Regions from separate parts of the Oryctolagus cuniculus genome. Here region 2 is linked to region 1. A link is a contact called in public Hi-C data. All regions are on one chromosome and are shown on one strand. Each heading gives the region's core, a stretch centred on a gene start, on an enhancer-like site or on the middle of the called end of the contact. The rest is flanking DNA. Distances are from core to core; before and after follow the strand shown. Region 1 holds the start of MAMLD1 (mastermind like domain containing 1). Region 2 overlaps MAMLD1 (mastermind like domain containing 1).

Region 1 (7,522 bases), core at 3,827-6,326:
TTTTCATAACATTCACCCCCACACATTTAAGAAAATCAATATTAACACCAAGCAGGACATTGGTACTCTTGAATGGCTCCTACACCCTCAAAATTGAAAATCTGATTTAACACACACACACACACACACACACCTGGACTAGCAAGAAAAGACGACTCGGCAGTGAGTTCAGAACCCACACCCAATGGGGCACATGTGTGGTTGGAAGGCCTGTGTGTCCTTGAAGCGTTTGCTAAAGAGCTGCAGGGCAGCAGACCTGCTCTATATTAGGTGAGCCCTTTGGAAATCCGCCAGTCTAATTTCAGCACTGAGATCCCCTAACGTGTAGCCTAAGCCAATGGTTAGGAGGACTGCCATCAGTAGGCCCCGAGATGGCTGGAATTGGACAACAGGATGGGGAGGCCTGGGAGTGCCCAGTGGCCTCCACAAGTCAGGACTTGGGTTAGAAGTTCACACTGGCTAAAGACCCAAGAGGGAACACTTCTCACTTGTATATATTTTTGATTGGCATTCTGTCATTTTTCCTGTGTTCTCTTTCACCCTGCCCCTTACAATCTCAATCCCATTTCTTTATGTATCTAGCTGTTTTCCCCAATGACAAGGGTGAACTTGATATTTAATGGTCCCAGAAAATGACTATTTTGTTAAGAAGTCATAGCATTTTAGAACTGGAACAGACTCATATTCAGAGGTTCTGGGGGGGAGACAAGGAGGGAGGATGAACTCACTCAGGTTCACTCTGGACATTAATGGGAAGAGTCTTCTAGAACACAAGTTTCCTAGCTCCTAGGCTATGATCTCTGCAGGGCACTGTGGTAGACAAAAAGTCAGACTCTTAAAAAAAAAGGAGGGGGGTTACTGAATATGTGAAGCCCCTTCAAAGAAGAGAAGTGGAGAAGCTGCTGTCAGAAGAACCCTTTGTCTAAGATCAGTTTCTGCCCATTTCATGACCACAAACAGTAATTCAGTTCCTGGGGATGCCCCATTCACAAGAGAGCTTTGGGGGTGACCAATTTAAAAGAGAAAAGATACTTAAACATGTCGGCAGAGCTTGAAAAATCCCTTTCCTTAGTGAGAAGGATGGGAAACAGTAATCTCCTACCTTGAAATGCAGCTAACATGTAGCCCCCACCCCCACACCAGCAACAGGCTATTTCCTCGTTGAGTTTAAAAATTCAATGACGTTCCTCTTTCAACCCACACATCTGTGTCACTGTCAGCGTCAGTGGCAGGAAAACAGACGAAGTCACCCTTTGCTAATGATTTCCTAACATGGAGTTTCCTTGTATCTCCTGAAGCCTTTCTTCTTCCAATGCCAAACTGCCCCCTCCCAGCCCACGCCCACCAAAACACACTGTACTAATGCTCATGGCCGGAAGAGGACGGCGTTTAAGGAGGTATGGTGAGGAAGAGTTTCAGCTCCTTGTGATATTTTTAAAGAGGGAAAGGAGGAAGGACTGCTGGTTTTTCCTAAGGCAGCAGGAACAAAACAGAGAGGTTTCCTCCCAGGCATCTGGAAATCTATCAGCCCCATGGTTCTCTCCCCCTTTTCCTGCCACCGCCTTCTCAAGTTGTACTTTATGCAACATTCTGACATTAGCATGGAAGGGGACGCTTTCACAGGGGAAGCAGGGAGGCACTCAGAGAGCAAAGCAGTCCCCAGAGCATGGAATAGGCATTGGACAACCATCAGAGCACAACGCAATACAGGAACCCATCATTTCTCCACTCTGGAGAATAGCCTATTTAATATGCAAACTGGTCATCAAGAGAAAAGAGGGCTGTTACTTTAAGGGGAAGAAGCTGATTAGCTGCTCTGGCTGGCAGCAAACAGCTGGTCTGTCCGGCAGGTTCAAGGCCATTTCTGCTTCTCTCTTATGGAGGCACCATATGTTCCATCTCGCACATCAGCAGCTTTCTTTTCCAATGATCTTGCTCCAGAAGAGAAGCACAAAGGGGGAGGAGTAGGTAGAACTAATAGTTTACCCTTTGATTACTTTCTTGTGGTTTTTAGATGGGGGAGGGGGGATATTAGCGCTTCACCTTCTGCTCCAAAGACCAACACTTACTACTGATCTCCAGACATGGAAATGGAGTGGCCTAGAGGAAGGATACACTAAAAGGCATAAATACAAAATCGGCATCGGACTAAATGAGATGGGGAGGGGCAAGGCGGCGGTAGAAGGAAGGGACCTGACTCCTGCTCCGGAGACCCACCAGCCAGAGTCGGGGCCCCGCCCACTTCTCCTTATTTGTCACTTTGCCTTATTGTCAGTGCTCCCTTCCCGAACAAACTTCAAGAGGAGAGAAGCTGACCACTTTAGGCGACGGGGTGGAGCGGACCGACAGGATGGCGAATGGTTGCTTCTAAATTATATTTAACACTCCTCGGGATGTTATGCCCAAGTCCCTCAGATTTTTAGGTGTGCGGCAGAGGAGCGGCAGGTGTAAGGAAGAAGGGCCCACTAAATCATCGATTCCACTAAAGCGGGCGGCCCGTGCATCTTGGACATTCCCAAGTGCCGGACGCTGACTTAGTGCTGAAGTGGCAGGTAGGCGCTGGGTCCCAAGGGCCACGCTGGTCCTCACTGCCTGCCCAGACAGCAAGGCCCCAGCAGGTGGTGGCTCCCACCCCTGCACACCTCCAAACAAAAGGAACTCACGAAGAGTTGGAGCCCCCGGTGTTGGTGGAGGGTGGGGGTGAGGGTGAGGGTGCGGAGGACGCGGGAAGGAATGCAGCCAGACGTGGAGTAGCAAAAACCTCTGAGCCGACGCGGGCGTCTTAGCTACCGGCGGGCGCTACAGCCGCCCCACAGCCTGGGAGTCCTTCGCAAAGCGAAACCGAGGAAACGGCGCCCCCTATGCCCGAGGCCGGCGAGCACAGCTGCAAGCCTTGGCCGAGCGCTGGGCGCCTGGGGCAACAAGGCTCTCCAGCTCGCTACACAGCCCGCCCGGACATCTGGGCTGCCGGGATTTAGGGTATCCAAGGCTGGCATGCCAGGCATGCATAGGGAGCTGGGGGCCAGGGCTCCCTGCGCCTTCCTGAGTTCCTGCAGAGGGTCCCTGAAACGCAACCCCTCCCCCATCTCCTACATTTGCCCTAGAGTCCCAAGCGGCTCAGAGCCACTTGGAGACAGCCGCCCCCGCCCCCTGCGTCCCTTTCCCCTTCCCTCTCTCCAGCCTCCAGGGAAACAAAGGGGCTTTTTATAAAGCGGATTGTTGGCGGCGGCGGCGGCGGCGGCGGCGGCGGCGGGGGTGGGAGGGAGAGGGGATCTATAAAGACAAGAAGAGGTGGGAGGGAGGGAGGGAGGCAGGGAAGGAAAGAAGCTGCGTGGCCTCCGGGGGCCGGGAGCTGCGGTGGCGGTCGGGAAGCCCCAGCCAGTGCATGGTGGACCCCGCCTGGCTGGTGGACACCCGAACGACGGCCCGCTGCGGCAGTGCTGCCCAGTGGCCCACCAGAGCAGGGGAACATGATCCCCCGGCTGTAGGCGGCAGGATTCCCGTGAGCGTCTCCCCCTAGAGACCCAGGCCCTCTCCCTAGCCAACTCTTTCAAAATTGTTCGGGCTGCGGAGACTTTGCGTCTTTGTTAGAGCGCGGCTGTCTCTCTTCAGCTTGTCTCGCTCACCCTGGCAGACAATGTCCCGGGGCTGCCCTGGTCGGCTACCCGCAAATGGCACGTTCGCAGTGAAGACAGCGCCCCGGGGGAGGGGGGGTTTCCTTCTGCTGGCAAACAACGACAAGCCACCCCAGCGAGGGGAGTCCCATCAGCCTACGTCCCCTATTCACCCTGCACTCCTGCCCGCACACACCCCCATATTCAGGGTGCTAGACTAACCGCACCCCGCTGCAACAGCGCCCAGGGGAGTGATTCCCCTGACCTGAGGTGCGTCTCTTTTTGCTGAGGTTCCGACAGCTTCGGTGCTGAGTTTTCTGGCAGGCTAATCCGATTAGTGTCTGCTGAGTCCGAGTTTACTCACGAATCAGAATCCGAGGGCATCGCCAGCTTTCCAGGAGTCTGCCGTCGCACTGCATTGGAACCGAGCCTGCCCAAGCCAACTGGCCGAGAAAAGTATTTGGCGACGCTTCGGGGGGCTTCCCGCCCGCTCTAACAGACGCAAGGCTCTGCCCCCACGCTGATGCCCAGCGGCCCAAAGCACGGATTCTGGCTCCGCGGCGCTGGGAGCGCAAGGCAGTAGCACAGTCTGGGCTGACTCCGGTAGGCAGCTCCGCGCCAGGCTTCTCTCCCAAGGAGTTGGCTGGGGAGGGAGCGCAGGGCAGCCGGCTAGGCACGCGCGCACACTCCACACTATCTCATCTGGTCAGCGGCAAACCGGATTAGGGTGAGGGAATCCTTCCCCAGCGCCCACTGCCGATCAGCCCGGGCTCAGGGAGCCAGCATGCAGAGACCCAGTCGCCAGTGGCATCCAAGCTGTGAGTGGCCCAGGAGCGCTGGGTCGGAGTGGGAGCCTCCCCTTAGCCCAACGCAGCGGTCAGGAGCCCCGACACAGCTTGTTACTCTCTCCCTTCTCTCCTCGGTACGTGGTTGCCCTTGCCGAATTTCAGGAAATTTCAGACACGGGGCTGAGGCCACAGCTCTCGGGCGCTGTGAGCTGCGCTCAGCCTGGCCGGACCAGTCCGAGAAAGGGACAGACGCCTGCAGCGCCAGGTGGGCCTTGTGTTCGGAGCAAACTTTGGGGTCCCCCGGCTCGCAGCACCCCCGGGCCCTAGATCCTCAGCGATGGGGACTGTAAGTGATGGCCACAAGTACACCCCGGAGACCCCAGAGCAGTTGCACCTCCTGCGTCCGCCCTCAGCCTTACCGTGCTGCAGAGCTCCGGAGGCGGCGGGGGCAGTGCCCAAGGGGCGGGCGGCCGCCGGCTTGGGCAGCCTGACCCCAGGCGCCCGCCGAGTGGCCCAGCCCCGTTGCAGATCACCCCGTGGCTAGCGGCCCGTGCCCCCGCACCCGCCTGCCGCTGGCCGCTTCAGCTCACGACCAAGTTCATGCTGGCTACGCGGCAGTGGCGGCCTCAATCTGCTCGCTCCATTCCCACCGCCGGGCTCCGCGCCGCGCGCCCGGAAGGTGGAGTTTCGGGGGTTTAAGTTACTGATAGGCATTTCTCACTGCTGTGTCACTCGGGGAGGAGGAGACACGCACGCCGCACACTCACACACCCTCACACTCACAGGGATGAGTGGCTCCGGCCTTAAAGGGGAAGCTGCGCTACCCAACCCGTGGACAGCCAAAGCGCCACAGCCGCGCGAGGAACCCCGGGGCCCTCCAACCACTTTTTAAAGGGGTAAGCGGCCACAAACTGACTTTGCTGTAGCTGCCTCATTTTCCCAGGCAACTCAGACTAGGACAGCTGGAGAAGGCCCCTAGGGGCAGAAAAGGCACGGGGACACTCACTTGGCCAGCTCCGCACGCAGTAGAAGGCAGCCTGTGCCCTAGGCGTCAGGTGGCTAGCCTAGACAGTGCGCTGATGGAGAGAACCCAGAGCGCAGCCAGGAGCGAATAGAGAGCTCCCGATGGGCTGCCGGCTGCCTGGTGCACTCGGGAAACCCACAGGCATATTCCTGTGTCTGGTGAGTGAAGTGTGCCCAGGACAGACGGAGAGCCAGCAGGGAGAGCGGGAGAGTCAGCACTCAGCAGTGACAGGGAGAGAGAACACTCCAGACCAAGAGAGACAGAGGAGTCCATGAAAGACAGAGAAGGCAGAGACCGAGAGATAAAGATCTAGAGAGGCACTACAGAGGCAGAGAGAATGGGGAGAGGGAGAAGGAGAGGGAAGAGTGAGGGAGCAGGGAAGTGGGGGAGAGAATAGAGAATGCTAGAGAAAAGAGATCCTGGAAGACCTTCGAAGAGTCCCAGAGAAATCTCATCACGAAGTGTCCTATTCCAGCCACTCTCCCCCTTCCCAATTCTCACCAGAGCCTGTGCCTTTGCTCCTCTTTGCTCACCTGTGGTGGATGGTTGCGGGGTGGTCAGCACCGGTCGTCCAGCCTCGTGTCCCTTTGCCAGCTGCAGCCCTGAGGGTCAAACACACTTGCTGTGCTGCTCCTAAGCTGCACCCCTCCCTAGAGCCGCGCTCTTCACTCCCCCCCCCACCCCGCCTTCAGCACTGAGGTGGACGCCCACCAGCCTGTGCGCTTAGCTAAGAACCCAGAAACGCCAGCCAGTCTTATGCCCCACTAGCCCAGGGTGAGAGAAACTCCTGCACAAGCTGTTCTGCACCGACCCTCTCCTCGGGGTTAAGTCTGCTGACACCTGAGGCTTCAGCAGAAACATTGCTTTCTCGCCAACTGCCCAATGAGCCAGGGTTCCCATTCTGCTCTGGGGCCGAGGCACACCACTCTCTGCCCCCTCCTCCCTCCTGGGGCATTGGGCTGTATCCCTTCTCCCAGGTCGCACCCGGGCTGCAATTCCTAACCTGGATTTCCCCAGGCGCCTGTGGCTGAGGCAGGGACCAAGCCTAGCTCTTGACAGCAGCAGCAGCAGCAGCCCTGGAGCGCCTGCTTGCACCTGGGAGTAGCAACCTGTTGCCACCACCTAGGATCAAGCTTGGCGGAGCCTCAGGCTACTAATGAAGCGGTGGGTCTACTGCCCTCTTGGCTCCTCCTTCCTTTCATGGCCCCGCCCTCGGCAAACGCTTGGGTCCCCTTAGAAAAGCAAATGAAATGCTTTTGTGGGCTACAGGAGTACAGGTACAGGTACAGGCTGGGTGGGTGAAGTTCGCTGATGGAACAGCAGTGTCTGGGCTACCCAGGAGGCACAACTGCTGCAAGGTGCACAGCTCAGCCGGGCTGTTGGGAAGGAATACACCTTGGCTAGGCCCCCCTGCTGTCAAGCCAGGACCGGTCAAGGCTCTCTGATGACTGAACAGATCAATCTGTTGAAGGTGGGGAAGGGAAGGGGGAGTCCACACACCACCCAGTGCTTTCTCGAGAGCTCAAAGAGCTCAGGAGACTCTTGAAGGGAATCCGATCAAACAAAGCTAGCTGGAGATGGACTGTGTCTTCCTTGAGCAGGGTGCTTTCAAAGGTGGATCCCCTTCCTCAAAGGGCAGGAGCCAGTCAAACCTCAAGGCACTTGCTCGGTTTCTCCAGGGGGTGGCGTGATGTGCATTCCCCCAGTGTCCTGAGAAGCCAGTGAGATCACAGCTGCCCCTCTCTCAGATGGCTCACTGCTGGCTTGCCACCACCACCTGGCTGGCCGGTGGATATCTCAAACTCCAGATGATTGGAAGTGAACTCCTGGCCATCCGCCCAACCCACCACGCCCATAGTCCACCACCTCTGTTCAAGACAGTTCCATCCTTTAAGTTACCCAAGGCTGCGTGCCCTGGAGTCTTGCTTTTTCTCTTTCGCTCATATCCCAAATGCAGTCCAGCAAACCATTCTGTTGTCTCTGTCCTCAAAATGCATCCACAATCTCTGTTTACTCCATTCCTTCATGACTCCAGCCATCAGTGTCTCCCTCCTGGGTCACTCCAGTCACTGCCTACCAGATTGCCCCGTGTCTTC
Region 2 (7,451 bases), core at 4,177-6,676, 94 kb before region 1:
CAACCACAGCACGACCAGTGCAAATTACCACTGGACATACAAAATTGTTATATTTGTTGGAAGGTGAAGAGATCACACTTATTCAGATGTTGTGCAAGTGCTCTGGAAAGACATGAAGCCCAGCTGCACCAGAAAAACGCATCGCAGTCAGTATGTAGTGGCTCTACAGGCTGATGCAAAGTTCTCCCTTCTGCCACAAATGTGCATATAAGAGTGCATCCAGCTGCTATGGTGTGATGACTCTAAAATAGTCGAAATACTCTCAAGAATTTAACTTTCTAAAAAGGCTAAGAGATGCAATTTATCCATTGCTTCATGACCCCCTGCATCCTTCCACTGATTCATTCTAGAAATTCCACAAAAGGGCATTTGGTCTAGTGCTTAAGACACCCATGCCCTGGGGCCGGCTCCATGGCATGCGCTGCCGGCATCCCATATGGGCGACGGTTCTAGTCACGGCTGCTCCTCTTCCAGTCCAGCTCTCTGTTATAGCCTGGGAAAGCAGTGGAAGATGGCCCAAGTCCTTGGGCCCCTGCACCCACAAGGGAGACCAGGAAGAAGCTCCTGGCTCCTGGCTTCGGATCGGTGCAGCTCCGGCTGTTGCAGCCATCGGGGGAATGAACCAATGGAAGGAAGACCTCTCTCTCTCTGTCTCTCCCTCGCACTGTCTGTAACGGTAGCTATCAAATAAATAAATAAATAAAATCTTTAAAAAAATGCATCCCACTTTGAAATGTATGGGTACCATTGCTTGTTCTGAGTTCAGCTTTCTGCTAATGCAGACCCCACAAGGTGATGGCTCAAGTAGTTAAGGTTCCTATCATCCATGTGGCAGATCTACCTTGAGTTTCCAGCTGCTATGTATGGCCTGGCCCAGACATACCCATGATAATCATTTAGGGAGCCAACCAGTGGATGGGAGCACTGTGTGTGTGTGTGTGTGTGTCTGTCTGTCTGTGTGTCTCACCGGCTCTTAAATAATAGAAACAAATGTACTGTCAGTGTACCTGTGTTATACTAGCCGCACCTGCATACATATTGTGTTTATTGCACTCTTAATTGCATTGAGAGGTCATGTCAACCTATACCTATACCATCTAGGTTTGTAAGTGTACTCTCTGTGGTCCAATCTCACACGAAACTTGGTTAACGTAGCGCTATGGTTTGTCCCCTAAAGGTTCATGTGTTGGGAGCTTGGTCTGAGGTGTTGGTGATGTGAAATGCAGCAGGACCTTTAAGACATGGGGCTAGTAGGAGACTGAAGTTGTTATCATGGGACCCCTTCGTGAGTTCTTTCTCTGGCTTCCTGTTTTTCCACGTGATTCCTGCCTCTCACACGCTCCCACCTCTGTGACACCATCTGCTCTTAGACCCTCACTAGAGACTGAACCCATGGAGCCTCCTCTGATTTTGAACTTTCAGTCTCCAAAACTATGAGCTGAATAGACCGTTTTTCTTCATAAGGAGATTGCCTCAGGTATTTCGTTATAGTAACAGAAACAGACGAACACAAATGCGGCAGAGGAAAAAGACACTGAAGAGGCGGAACAAAGCTAGTTCAGTCTCCGTCTTAGATGCTGTTATTCAGTAGGGATCAGAAGTCAGTGATGGCCTCAAAATGGCCTTATAGGTGAGCCCGGAGTGAGGTGGAGTGAGCGCTTTGGGTTTTTATTTTACTTTTGGCTTTCAATAACCTCACTGCTTTGGATGGGGGGAAGCTAATATGATAAGCCCTTATCTAGTGGAAAAAAACCCACAAAACTACAACACAATAAACCAAACAAAAGCAGCCTTTGTCATTGTTGGAAAAATAATGAAATCAAACAAAACCCGGGACCCCTTCTGCTCCTTAGGAAAAACCTGAAACTCTCCCTCTTGGAGCGTGGGCTGCTTTAGCTGTAAACAGCCTCTGTCCTCTGCCGACCCCAGCAAGCTCTAAAGGGGTCAAGTGAGAGCACACAGTTGCTTTACATGGCAGGCCCAGGTCATGGGATTTGTCAGCCCACAAGAGACAGAACTGGCTAAAAGAACAAATAGATTCAGGAAAGGTCTCCATGAATCTGGGATATGGGAGCATGGATGGATCTGGGAGAGGGAGGGTGCACAAAGAAGATGAGAGGAAAGCAGTCAAGCCCTTGCTCTCCTAGGTGGGTCACATCTCTGCCCCCTTCTCCTTGTCATTCTGCCACCATCCACTCCTCAACTCAGCTGGATAGAGCAAGTCCCCTGTGACTGCATCTGCTGGAGATCTTGCTTCTCTTTTGCTAACTTTTCATTTGGGAGGGCCTAACAGTAGTAGAGGATTACACTTTCAAATTCATTGTATTGCAAAACTGGACTGGCAGTCCATATGGTGTTCTGTGTTTGGGGTTTGGATCTATTCATAAGGAGAGACCATTTAAAGCAGCACGATAGAATGATTTATTTCTGTTCTCTTACTCCCTGAAAACTGAACTGAGATTCTTTTCCTTGCCCTCCAGTGACAAATAAGAAGGTTGCTTTAATTAACCTACTATAAAATAACTTATGCACTTCCTTTCTAAAAGGTCTTATTGTGGGCACCTCAGCTTCAACAAGTTTCCTTGTTTCTCTTCAGGTATGCTCTGACAAGACAAAACAAAACACTGACAGTAGGCTTCTGAAAATGCTTGTTGCTTTGCCTTTCAGAAGCTAGTTGCTAAGCAATGAAAAAAATCACATCGATTGATCTCTGTTACTGAGTCATCTGCCGTGGAGGGCTTTGTGCACCTCGGTAAGTCTCAGTGTTGGCTACACTGAGTGACAGCTTAGTACTCTGGGGGCACAATGTGAAGTCACGTGCATTGCAATGCATCACCTCACTCATTCTTCAACACTGCTGACAGAAAAAAAAAAGATCGGCATTTAAAAGGTTGGCATTTGACAAGCAGCTCATTTTAAATTTCCACTTTCTGAAAAAGGAGCATAGCTCTGAGGTGGAGGATCATTAGTGACATTCAGAAAGCAAAAAGGAAACTGAAAAATGCTGGGTTCTATTTCTCCAATTCAACAGCCTATGATGTTGCACTTCCTGGAAATTCACAGAGGTGAAAACAAAAGTTCCTCAAAACTGAGATCTCCATTTCTAAGTTTTCAAAATGTGTGCTGCGCTGTGCCTAATCATGGTTCCTCCTAAAGCAGCCCCTCCCCAAAGTTTCCCTGAACTAAATAGTGCATTGCACCCCAATTTAGAAAGGAGGAAAAACCAAGCCCATATTTAGAACCTGTCTAAAAACAAAGTGAGATGGCTCATCTAGAAAAACGGTCCCATGTCCAGTAGGGAAGATGTGTACCGGGCAAGCCATGGACGTGGCCCATAGGCTCATTGTAACTGCACTTGCTGGCGTCCTGTCCATCATCTGGCAATTCCTTTAGTTGTCAGCTGACAGAAAGGCAGCCCAGAGCTTTGTCCAGAGAGCCCCACTATTGCACTTCAGTAAAACAAACCTTTGAGATGGAATGAGGGACGCTTCTCAGAAGTAGTGTAAGACTACATGTAAAGAGAGTTCTCTGAACATGGCCAGCACTGCTGCCCTCCCCCGACCCTGACCCTCACAAAGAGGGAAGCACTTGTAAGTCCAAGGTGGCAGGTCTTTCATCAACAACACATAGTGCATCTGATTTTTCTTGGGGGGGGGGAGGCGAAAGGAAGGAGAGTCAAGGTCAAGATCACTTTCTAAAACTCCTTATGAGTAATCCCAAGAATAGAGAAAGGTTCACTTGCCATCTCTGTGGAATCTAGTTGAAAATTTGAGCTGGTGTGAATTCGACCAGACAGGGAATTCTTTTGGCCTCACTAACCTGGTTTGATCATTTTTGTTGCCAAAGGGAGGCTGTGGTTCAAACATAAGGAATTTCATTTGCAGTGCTAATTGAGACAGCAGTAGTAAAAGGTCATGCTCTACTAAGCAGGCTAGCGCAGCCTTGGAAGTTCAAACCAAAAGGAATCTGCAAAGCGTCCTTGTGGAGGCTCTAAGGGTTGGGTGAGTGCTGGAGAAGAGGGAGGGAAGGGAGAGAAAGAGACATGAGGCCTTTCCCTTTTTGGGATGGCTGTTTTGCACACTATGGCATCCATGTGGCTTCTCAGTTAAAGTCCACATGGAACGCCAAGCCCCAGGGCCATGGCCAAGCCAGACCAGTGCTCCCGGTGGCCTTGGTGCTGAGCACACTGACAAGTCCAGCCCTCAGTCTGTCATTCATGTACATACCGTTTGTTCTATTCATTGTCATTTTTTAGCAGTGGCAGGACTTGTGTCTGGATCTTGAAATGGGGGTGTGGCCTCTGGCCTGCTATAAGCCACTGGGGTCAGATCCAAGTTGGCTGCAGATAGAACTGGGCCACTCCTTCTTGACCCTGCCTACCTAAAGCTACCCTGCGGTCATCTTTGTTAGTCAGCACCCATATGGCTCCTAGTATGTAAGCCATCTGGGTTTGGAGGGAAGAGAAGCCAACACTGGCCCATCCCCACTAGCCAAGGGTACTTTTGGAAGCTGTGGCCTGGTGAGCTACTCTCCTCCCTTCTGGGGTCTTCAACCTCTTTGGCCACCTAGCAAAAGTCCTGCCTGACACCACCGCCATGAGAGCACCCTGCTTGAGTACCCTCCTGCTCCTCCTCTCCAAGTCTGCTGCCCTTTCTTGGGAGTCAAAGAGGAACCCGCGTGCAATCAAGACTCATTCTGTTGGGTTATTAGTATTGCAAGTTTCTAGAACATTCCTGAAACAGTGGCAGCTAGCATTGATGGGCCATTATTGTGTGCCAAGTGCTTTTACTTCACCTCATTTAATCCTCACAGAACCCCCAATGGGACAGGGATACTAGTATCTCCACTTTACAGGTGGCAGGACGGAGGTTTGGAGAGGCTGAAAAAGTAAAAACATGGCAGACCTAGGATTTGGATCCAAGTAATCAAAAGCCTGGGATCTCTGAACTTGGACTTGAGACCAGTTCTAGCACTTGCCCTCTACCAACACCATGGTGTCCCTGTCCTGTGTTGTCTCCCTTCAGGCCAGGATGCGGGGAGTGCTATACTTGGGAAGGCTCAATTTGCTGGGCAGGAGAAAGGACCACAGGTTGGGGTGGACAGGGGCTTCCCCAAGGCTCCACCTCAGATGGAGATTCCTAGATCTCCATCAAAGGCCCAGCCCTTGGAGAGAGCAGATGGCATGGTCACTGTCTCCACAACTGTTGGGTACTCACTGTTGCCTAAGCTAAAGGGATGGGTGGTTTCTTGCTGAAGGTCAAAAGTGTAGTTTTCCCAATAGCTTAATGCAGCCTTTCCCAAGGCAGGCTGGATTCTCCTCTGCTCTCAGAATTTGTCAAAACAACATCATGTGCCTCTTGGTCTGTTCCTCTGCAGCTGCCCCTTTCCCCCTGTGCTGTGCTTACTGCCTGCCTCAAGGATCAGATTACAGGCTTTTTTGTTCTGATTCCAACTGGCCAGCATCCACTCCCTCTTCCCGTGAAGCTGCACTCCCAGCTCTGCAAATGCAGTGGGGCTCCAAGGCATGTGCAGCAAGGGCACTGGGCGGGGGGAGCGGTGAGGTTGCGTCTTGTGAGCCTCACTCTCCCACAGCACATGCCCACCTCCTGCATGGACTTTTGTCTTTCAGTAAATGTTAGTTCCATTCTCTAGTGGTTAATCATAAAATTGAGGTAAGTCCTAGCCCTAAGTTTTGCACCACACTAGGGTATCCCCTGTGGTCTTCAGGGCAAGAAAGAGCACTGGATTCATGGCAGCAACATTTATTTTGTCTCACTTCCATTAAAACTAAGATATGTCACCAGCCTGGGCATAAGCTGGAGGCGGTTTGGGGTCATTAAAATCTAATAAACCAGGGCTGGATGCCACGACACCAAAAAGAGTTCAAGGTCCCACCCTTAATAATTTCAGATCCACTTGAACTTATTTGTAAGTTCAAGGTCAAGAAGCTCTGACAGCTTAATTGTATAAATTGGTTGCCAAATTTTATTTGGGGGCAAAGTTTGACCTGCACTTTGAGAAATATTCATATTTAGCTGCAAAAATAACAAAATGCTGCCCCAGATTCCACTGGAGGGTTGTGTGATATTTGGCATTTGAACCATATTCTCTTTCTCAAGTCTTGGAAAGGCATCTGGCTGCAGGGCTTTCAGAAGCAGAGTCACAAGCCCACACTAGCCCTGACTGAACAGACAGCACGTGCCTGGCACTGTTCTAGGCAGTCTCAGGTTATCATCTCCTTTGTCTCCTCAGTGCCTTATGCCATAGGAATTGGTCCTTCCTCGTTGTCAGTGGACGCTCAAAGAGGGTAACCAACTTTATTCATGGCACCATCTCAGTCAGCGTCCACGACCAGACTTGAACCTCAGATCAGTCTGCCTCCACTGTCCTTGCCCAACCTACCATGGTGAACTGCCACCTGGAAGCCTGGTGGCATTTACCTTTTACCTTAAGAGGAAGCAAACATTCCATTGAAATTTGATCATCCACACATCTGGTAAAAATGAAATCCTACAACTTGAGAAATACTACTCTGCAAATAACCACAAGCTCCTGTAGACAGCTGGATTTGGCATTTCTGCTTATACAAGAGTTTGCATCTCATTTCACATTTAGAAACTATTCCTTTATCAAACTAAGCTCCAGATTCGAATAAACATCCAGTGTTTCCATGGTAGCCACACTCATTCACAGGAAGTGCCATGGCCCTGCTTGCATGGCTCCACCTTGGGGCAGCTACCTGTCCTGCCACAGGGTTATCAGCTCTTGCCGCAAATATTCACCTCTTTCTAGCTTGTATTCTCACCCCAGAGCCGAGTTCTTATGCCTTAGAGCTCACAGAGAGAGGCTGTGAGAAGGGAGCAGAGCTTAGTGGCTTGGTCAGCCATGTAGAGAACAGACTGTTGGGGACAGGGTGTTATGAGAGCTGAGAGTTCCAGCCTGCAATGTGAACGTGGCCCTGCTCCCTTTTCTACCAGGCTGGGAGTTGTCTGGGAGGGGCAAGGTCTAGAACAGGAAGAGCCCGCAGACCTCACAGGCCCTACAACTGTTGCTACCCTCATGGCATGGCAGAAAAGAGGTCTGGAGAGGATGCTGCTCATGTCCTGTGTTGACACAGCTCCTGGCTTTGAACAGACAGATCTCTGTAGCCCCAGAAGACAGGCCTGGGCTCAGGGTCAGCAGCTACAGTCATTGTGAGAGCAAACCCAGTGTGCCAAGCCCTGTCCAAAGCTCTTTAGATGTATTCACACATTTACTCCTCAAACAACCTCTCACCACCGTCACTCTGCAGAGAAAGAAGCAGTAAAGAGCCTAAGGTAGGAATAGAAAGTTCTGCGGGCAGCGCTCCATGCAAGGAAGTAGGAGTAGCAGGACTCCCTGCTCTGGCGCTGACTTGCTGTGTGACTGCAGGCAGCTGTGGTGACTTCTCTGTGCCTTTCTTCTCAACATTA

What was found. A called contact is a pair of places that touch in the nucleus more often than the background predicts.
Region 2: a Hi-C map of an unstated tissue shows a contact between it and region 1, with 3 times the contacts expected there. The contact joins the enhancer-like site here to the promoter of MAMLD1 in region 1. A contact is called at or near these places in 3 of 6 Hi-C or Micro-C datasets (ear pinna, psoas muscle and an unstated tissue).

Annotation. Positions count from the first base shown.
Region 1 is chrX:129,149,592-129,157,113 of mOryCun1.1, reverse strand. MAMLD1 (mastermind like domain containing 1) reads right to left here and starts at 5,076. Exons shown (of 7, transcript XM_008275037.4): 1 at 4,822-5,076.
Region 2 is chrX:129,244,491-129,251,941 of mOryCun1.1, reverse strand. All of the region lies in intron 4 of MAMLD1 (mastermind like domain containing 1), which reads right to left. Among named protein-coding and RNA genes, the nearest start is that of MTM1, 90 kb to the left of the region's middle. Within about 2 kb of position 5,426, at least 1 of the 8 cell types and tissues checked has an H3K27ac peak or open chromatin away from gene starts, as enhancers often do.